3 separate regions of the Mus musculus genome follow, and all the other regions are linked to region 3. A link is a contact called in public promoter capture Hi-C data. All regions are on one chromosome and are shown on one strand. Each heading gives the region's core, a stretch centred on a gene start, on an enhancer-like site or on the middle of the called end of the contact. The rest is flanking DNA. Distances are from core to core; before and after follow the strand shown.

What was found. Promoter capture Hi-C pulls out the DNA fragments that hold promoters and counts their contacts.
Region 1: a contact with region 3 is called in a promoter capture Hi-C map of hippocampal neurons, with 6 times the contacts expected there. The contact joins the promoter of Fcmr here to the promoter of Cxcr4 in region 3. A contact is called at or near these places in 1 of 39 promoter capture datasets (hippocampal neurons), 1 of 484 Hi-C or Micro-C datasets (B cells) and 1 of 115 datasets of contacts at active chromatin or transcription factors (large pre-B cells).
Region 2: a contact with region 3 is called in a promoter capture Hi-C map of liver, with 5 times the contacts expected there. The contact joins the promoter of C4bp here to the promoter of Cxcr4 in region 3. A contact is called at or near these places in 5 of 39 promoter capture datasets (the 3T3-L1 cell line, hippocampal neurons, liver and 1 more) and 1 of 115 datasets of contacts at active chromatin or transcription factors (large pre-B cells).

Annotation. Positions count from the first base shown.
Region 1 is chr1:130,864,479-130,867,178 of GRCm38.p6, forward strand. It overlaps Fcmr (Fc fragment of IgM receptor), which reads left to right and starts at 1,299. Exons shown (of 8, transcript NM_026976.3): 1 at 1,299-1,418. The coding sequence starts at 1,382.
Region 2 is chr1:130,660,290-130,662,989 of GRCm38.p6, forward strand. It overlaps C4bp (complement component 4 binding protein), which reads right to left and starts at 1,329. Exons shown (of 10, transcript NM_007576.3): 1 at 1,159-1,329.
Region 3 is chr1:128,590,905-128,593,604 of GRCm38.p6, forward strand. It overlaps Cxcr4 (chemokine (C-X-C motif) receptor 4), which reads right to left and starts at 1,395. Exons shown (of 2, transcript NM_009911.3): 1 at 1,285-1,395. The coding sequence starts at 1,305.

The DNA.
Region 1 (2,700 bases), core at 49-2,548, 2.3 Mb after region 3:
CATCATTGTGTTCTGTTTTGGAGAGCATGTGACCAATCTGGTGTGTAGGCGTGAGGAAGGAGTGGTGTGCAGGCAGCCAGCCACCAATGAGCCTAAAATAGTGTGGACAAAAGTGACTAGGAAGCCTAGACTAGGGGTACCATTGGCGAATGAAACCCCCGACCCAAGGAAAACCTGGGAATCCTCTGATAAGTTACAGCTTTGCACACCTGAAAGACCATTAAAGCCAAATAGCCCATGGTAAAGGGCTTTTATAGCATTTCTACATCAGTGATCTCTGCTGTGCACCAGACAAGACAGTGACCATACCCAAGTGACCAATGAGAACACAGGCTCAGCGAAGCTTGCCCAAGGCGAACAAAGTCAAGCCTGGACAAACCATTTTGTCTGAAGCCTGAAACTGTTTTCCTTATTCTCAGCTTCTCTACTCTCCATCAGTGAGCCTCACTCACCCTCGCCACTGGGTGTCTTGAAAAATGGCTCGACCAGACTGCCAACCCTAAGGGCAGAGTTTGCTATGTGACTTGTCACACCTGACTCTTAGCATTGTCTTCTGCTTATTAGACAGTGGCTTGTGCCTCTGCCAGAGGGAAGCGCCTTTCAGATACCACTGTAAGAGAATGAGGCCTAAAGATTAACTGAGGCCCTGAGCAAGCTGTGCCTAAGACCTCAGGAATGATAGTGTGCATATTGGAGTACCAGAGGCTATGTGTCTCACCTCCATCTGTTTTCTAGATAAATGTAGTTCAGACAAAAGCAGTAGACTGCACAAAATCCATGGCTAATATCACTATAAATAGTAGGTGTTCACAAGTACTCATGGGAGGAGTTACAGAGTGAGTTCCAAGACAGCCAGGGCTACACAGAGAAACCCTGTCTTGAAATACCAAAACAAACAAACAAACAAAAACAAAAAAACAAACAAAAACAAAACAAAAAAAAAACCCAGGTGACTTTCAAAGCCTAGCTTTGGTCCACAAAGGCTTTGTTGTTGGGAGAGATGAGTTGGTGATGAGCTTTGTTGTCCTGAGGATGGAGAAACAACAAATGCCTCTAGCTCAGAAGTCAGTCGGCACCTATGAATCCTGGGAGGTCCCTTTGAGAAGAGGGGGCAAGGCCTGGCAGCTGCTCAGGCTGAGAGCTTGGACCTGCTCACTCATTTTTATGCAGTACGTGTTTTCTCAATTCTTGATTTCCGCTATGGTTCGCTGGTGTTTTCTTTTTTAGACAAAGACTAGCTAGCAAACAAAACAGATTATCATTTCCTCATTTTAAGTCCTTGCCACTCAAAGAGGTCCAGCATAGCTTTCAAGCACCCAGTTGTAGAAGGCTCCCAGGTGATCGGTGTGTGTCAGCCTCACTCCAGGGCCTCCAGGGAACCATGGACTTTTGGCTTTGGTTACTTTACTTCCTGCCAGGTGAGTGCTCTGAGGAAACACTTCAGACTTAACTACCAGGTTTGAATTAGCCAGAGGTAATCAGTTGACAGCCATCTCTGACCCTGATGCATCTGGAGAGTTGCAGTTGCAGCCGGGGCACAGAGAACAAGGGTGGAGACCTGTGAAGTGGATGCTGGCCACTCCCCACTCCTTCAGTATGCTTCCAGACTTCCACCCTAGACAGCTGTTAGATTTCTAAGGGTTGAACGTGTCACATATCTTAAAGACTCACTTTTTGGGGATCTTAAAATGTATGTCTCCAAGGTTTGTTCTTCTTGTATGTATTTCTCCTCTAGATCTTTCTTCTTCACTCTGAAATTGGAAACTTTCAAATGAAGTCTCCCTAAACTATTCCCTTAAGCTTCTTATCTCAGCTTACAGCCACCTACCCAGCAATCCGCTTGAATGACCACCAAGATCTGGAATACATGCGCCTAATGCCTTGCCTAATATACTTCCCTGGTTGCCATACAAGCCAGCTATTCCATTTGTGTTAAGCGTCTCTAAGATTATAACGTCATTCCATGGCTCCCACTATCTACTAACTAAAACACACTCTCCTCCCTTAGAATCTGAGCTTATCATGCTCCCACGGACCTTCTTCCAGAGAAATAGACCTCTTCTTGGTACAAATGCTACAAATTCCCCCTCCTGCACCCTCCCTCAGGCTGTCCCCGCTTACCATCCCTGTTACTGTCATTACTCCCAGTTTACCATTATTACCTGGCTCTTTGCAGGTCATGGCAAACCTACCTATCTCTCACAGTCATTATTCCCAAGCACCTTCTGAACCCCAGCCACAGCCATGTCCTATTTCGGCTCAGTGTGCTCAGCTTATTTAGTTTGTCAGGAATGCCTGCTTTGTGATAATTAAGCTTTGCTGAGGATTTGACTGGATTGAGAAATGCTGAGGTACTAGTCAAGCTTACTTCTGGATGTAATTGCAAGGTCCTTTCCAGAAAGAATTCAGCAAGGGGAGAAGACCCCCTTGCCTGCGGATTTTACTATCCCGTGGGCCGAGGTCACGAACAGAATAAAAAAAGAAGAAAGAGAAAGGCTGCAGAGGACTGAGTTCACCTTCCTCCCATTTGTTGATCGACCTACCAGCCCACCCTGAGATATAATCAGGCAGCTTCATACTTCTGCTACCATAGCTTCCATGCCACGATGGTCTAGAGCAGTTCTCAGCCTTCCTAAAGCAGTGGCCCTTTAATACAGCTCCTCACGTTGTAGTGACCCCCAGTCATAGAATTATTTTCAC
Region 2 (2,700 bases), core at 79-2,578, 2.1 Mb after region 3:
AAGACACCATACACTTCAGAAACAAGGTCAAGAGATCCCTGAAATGGAACTGATCTGAATGTCCCCTCTCTGGGGACTTAAATGTTACTAGAAGACATTGTGCAAGCTTCCAAAAAAAGGGGAAAGGCAACCAATAGTCCTACCCAGCTCTGATGCCCATGAATGCATCAATGACCAACATGATACAGTAACCCTAAGGGTGTAATAGTGGGACATATTGTTTGAAAGTAACCAGAAACTCTCTAATTGTATTTAAGGCCCATTCAACCATGTCTGTTGCTATAAACCTAGCTAACTAACTACTCAATGCTAGTGAAGTTCCAGTTATTAGAGAATCTACAACTACTAATTTACTAAGCCAGCATAATCTCTAACAACATTCTATAAATATTTATCGTCATACTCACATAGTCTTGAACCCCTCATCAGAAAACACACACACACAAAACAAAAAACAACAACAGAAAAACCCCAACTTCTCTTTGTAACAGAGGCCACCGCAGAAAACTACAACCAATCAAAATGCAGAGTTATGGGTCCCAGTTCTGATGTCTACATCTAAGAAACACTCCTGCACCTGAGAAGAAACTACAGAGGAGGTGGCAGAACGATTGTAGGATCCAAGGGTCCAAGGAATTTACTGTGAAATTGTGTCACCTAGCAACATCAGAAACTGTATCAGAAAAGTCTCACCAACATGACCTCCCAAACATGACCCAAACAAGAACACTGATGAACATACAAAACTAGACAGTGGAATCCCACGAGGCTTTGATTCTACACAAAGAACTATAGGCAACTGAGGAAAGCTGGTAGTAAGAGCTGTGGTATTTCCCATGGAAGATCCACAGCAATTGGTTTCCTAGCGCCAAATTATCAGCCCTGAAAACATACATAAAAGTAACATTATATGGACTGAACAGGTTGTATTTAGGAATAGATGCATGTGATAACAATTAATTTAAAAAAGGAGACTATATTTGAAAGAGAACAAGAAGGGCTGTATGGGAAGATTTGGAGAGAGGAAAAGGAATGGGAAAATGTAATTAAATTGTAATCTCAAAAATAATAAATAGAACACAGAGGAGCACACACTAAAGAACCTGATGACCAGCTTTACCCACAATGCCCCACCCAAGTGCTCAGTAGCCCACTGACCTGCAATAGCAGAGAAAGACTCTGTGGTGGTACTTGGATCTCTACTGTACTAGTTTCTCCCAAGATGAGAGTTGATCATATTATCCTAAAGCTGGCCAGTACTTGCTCCATCAAAAAAGCTTCTGAAGTCTACCCACGCAAGTGATCCTTGCATTCCACCCACACAAGTTTCTGGTTAAGCAGTTGAGTATGACGGACAGGGAGACAGTCTCCTCTGTCCCGGTGAATGATTAACAGACTAGAGCAGCAGTGTTTATTTAATCTCCTTCTCTCCCAGCCCTCATTCTTCATCATGTGTTGGAATTATTTATTTTCTTCTCTGCCAACCATTTCCCCTAAGTTAGAAGGGGACTTGGAATTTGATGCCAGAATTTTCTGTCTTTTCATAATCATAAGAGTTATGCATCACAAAATCCAACCAGCCTAGGAACCTTGAGTTGGAGTTCAGACCCACTCTGACTAAAATGATTCTCTTCCCAGGACTGCAGACCCACTCAGGGACGTTGGATCTGAGGATCTTACTCTTCACTGGTCTCCAGGCATCACCAGGAGCTACAATAGACACAGTATGTGTGTTGTTTATTGAGTTCCTGCTGTGTGCTGACCTGACTGGAACATACTCAGAGCTCCACAGATATTAGCAACTACCACTACCAGGCACCAAAGGATCTCCAGAAGTCAGTCTGACACTCGTCAATATTCAGAAAAATGTAATGAAGAGGCTAATTTATGTGTTTGCGATCACATAAATATACAGATAAAGTCAAGTCCTGAAATGGACCCTTAGTCTGTTAATAATAAGTTTAAAGATTTGTGTGCCCCAAGGATTGCTCTTGGAAAGCACTTCTGGACCAGTGAGATGGCTCTGTGGGTAAATGTGCATGTCATGAAGCCTAAAGACCTGAGTTTTATCCCCAGATTGAACCAATTCGTATATGTTGTCCTCTGACTACCACAAGCATGCCATGCCCCAAATGCCCCTCATATAAATAAATAATTGTAACTCTAAGTAGTAAAAATTAGTTCTTACCAGATGTAGTGTATAATCTTGTAACTGTAGCACTTGGGAGGCTGAGGCAGGAGGATTATGATTTCAAGATTAACCTGGGCTACATAGTAAGATCCTATCTCAGAAACCAAAGGCTGGAAATGCTGTTGGGTGGTAGAGCACTTGTCTGATATGTCCAAAATCCTTGGGTTGGATCAACATAGGGAAAAAAAATTTTTTTGACATCATAATTTATGCTCTGTAATAAACACTAATGGCCTCACAAATTGAGCTCCTCCGTGAAGTTTGACCAAGTTATAAGATTTGGGGTGCACCTTCACTGATAAGCAGAAATTACTGAGAGGAAAATGAGGAGGATATTAGAGGTAAAGAAAGCACAGCCACGTCACAAAGGTAAGAGACTGATTTAATGTGATAAGAGTCCATGTAAAAGCGATCCTATGAAGTCCCGGAAGCTGATTTGGAGGAAATACCGCCCTCAGTTCACTCTTCCAAATATCGTTTATCAGTATCTTCAAGTCCTTTTCCTGCTT
Region 3 (2,700 bases), core at 145-2,644:
AGTCACGGGGTCTGTACCCCGTGGTTTTCGCCCCCAAGTTTCACTTCCTCACTTTCCGGTCGCTTCCCATCCTGCAGCGGACCCAGTTAGTTACTGGAGTCCGAGGTAGGCAGCAGGAGTGGTCCAGACCGTGCGCACCCCGATGTCCGAGTCACCCACCTAGGGGCTGGCACCGTTGCCCATCATACCCAGGTCTACGACCAACACACAGCGGTTCTAGGGGTTCCTCCTGGCTGCGCGCCAGGATCGTTCCTCCGGGTGCGAGCGACAGATTGGGCTGCTCCAGCGCGAGCGCCTTTGAATTGCGCGCCGCCGGAGGAAACGGAAAAAAAAAAAAAAATCACCAAAGAACAAAACCCTCCCTAAGCGAGGGGGTTTCAAAAGGCTCAGGAAACCACCGACGGTTAAACACTGGGGCTCAGTCAAACAGTCTCCGAGCTTGCACCTGTTCATCCCTCCGGCGACCCGGCACAACCCAGGTGCGGTCCCAACATGCCCTCCTGTCCCCAACCGCCGTCATGGCCAGCAGCATCATGGTACAGACTTATGACCCTTTCTCAGGAACGATCCTAAAGGCAAGCCCGACCTCGGGAGGTTCGTTTGCCACTGCGGGGAAGTGGCGGGTCGGATGCCCGCAAAGCGCTGCTGCTCCATCCCAAAGCGACGTTCTCTCCGCGGCTGCCGCAGTTTGTGCCCCCCCTCTAGGCAAGCGACGCGGCAGACTAGCTCACTTTTCCCGCCGAAGACGGGCGCTCCTCTGTCTGCACTATGGAATTTCAGAACCGCACTCCTAACTCCAAGAACCGCTCCAAGACGCTCCGGTTCGAAGCTCACCCAGAATGTAGTGCCTACGCGTGCCGACTAAAGTCTCTAAATTCACACAATGTAAGAAACTCTAAGAAAACTCCTGTTTTCAGGAGGACCAGACGATGGTCTGAGTCTTGGGACAGAGGGCAAGCCCTTCTCCCTTTTTCAAAAAACTGGGACGTTTGCAAACAGCGTGCAAGTCGGCGCGCGCCGCGGGACTCAAGGGGGAGGGAAACAAGAGCAACCTTAGGAAAGCTCCATCTGAACCCGTCCCACTCAACTTACTGGCAAAAATATTCCTATCTTCCTCCCCCTATAGCCATGTTCACACACATAAAAAAAAATTAGTTCCCGCTCCTCCTTGTGACCCTGACACCCCTCAAGGTTTTAGTTGCTTCAACCCGCTCCTTAAAGGGGCTGAGCTCTAAGTTCACACGTTTGCACGTTTACTATAAAGTAGGATGCAAGTGGACTTACACTCACACTGATCGGTTCCATGGCAACACTCGCTCTACAGCCGTGGTGGTTACCGGAGCACCAAACGCCTCAGAGGTTTCACTGCTACCTGCTGCACCAGGCAACAAAATTGAAGTTTCTGGCCCGAACCGGACTTTTATAAAAACACGCTCCCGGGGCGGCGCATGCGCAGCTCGGACGGGGCGGGAGGAGACTGGCGGGGGCGGGGCGCAGGGCGCGGGCAAACAGAAGTCCAAGAGCCACTGCTGTTGTGTTTTAAGTCAGTATGGGTCCAGAGCCTGGCCGGATAATGTTCTCAGAGTTGGGGAAAGCAGGATGCCAGCCAGGGTGTTTCTGCGGGTCGCGCATCCATCCTTACCCACGTGGATAGAATTTTAGACCTGGAGTTTACGGGTGGAGAACTTGAGACAAGACTGGGGATGGGGGTGTGTGACTTGGAGCCTGCCTAACCAGTAGGCGGCAATGTTGGAACCTCCGCCAGGGTTCTATACTCTGAGCTGTCAGGAGTGATTACTACCAAAACTCTTCCAAGCAAGTGTGTGTTACTACATATTCATATAATGACATTAGGGTCAGGTGTGGCAGAAAGCACTTGCGGACCCATCCAGAAGCAGATATACTCCCAGGAAGAAAGTCACAATAGTGGCAACAATTTCGTGAAGAGATTTGGGTGTGTGTGTATGTAAAATGATTGAAATGTGCTTTATTATAAAGAATTGAGCGGCGAGGACTTTGTGTAATCACATCCTAAGAAATCCGCACAGAAACACTGGTTCATTTTCATTTCATAAGCACATAGGGGGATGCATCTAGTTAACAGATAATTACAGAGTCCCAGCTGGGAAGCTAGCCGCGATTCATGCGCAGTCAGTGGGCGCTCCACGAGCTCCAAGAGACCAAATGGAGCAGCCTGGGACTGCAAAGCCTGGCCTGAGCCCAGAGCTTTCGCTTCATGCCTATCTCGCGTCTCCCACGCAGAACACTAAGATGGGAAGTCTTAGTGAAGAGCTAGTTAGGTCAGGTTGGGGGCGTGGATGGCTAGGGAATCTCAGACAGGCTAAGGTTGCAGTGGGCGCCCAGACTGCTTCCCAGGCTCGCGCGGGATCCGACCGGCGCCGAGCCTGGGCTAGGCGGGGAGGGAGAAAAGGGTGGGGTCAGAACCAACCAGACCTCCAGCCAGAGACCGCGGGATCCAATGCCGGGGGCACTGGGGGTGGTGAGACATCCGGCAGCAGGAGCCTGGGTTGCTATGCAACCCAGATACCGCCCCCACCCCCTCCTGGAATGGACCAAAGGATAGGCAGGCCCAGACTGCGCCCTCAACTCCATCCCCGCCCCACTTCTCCCGTTCCTTTTTTGTTTGTTTGTTTGTTTGTTTGTTTGTTTTGTTTGAGGCAGTTTTATGTAGTACAGGCT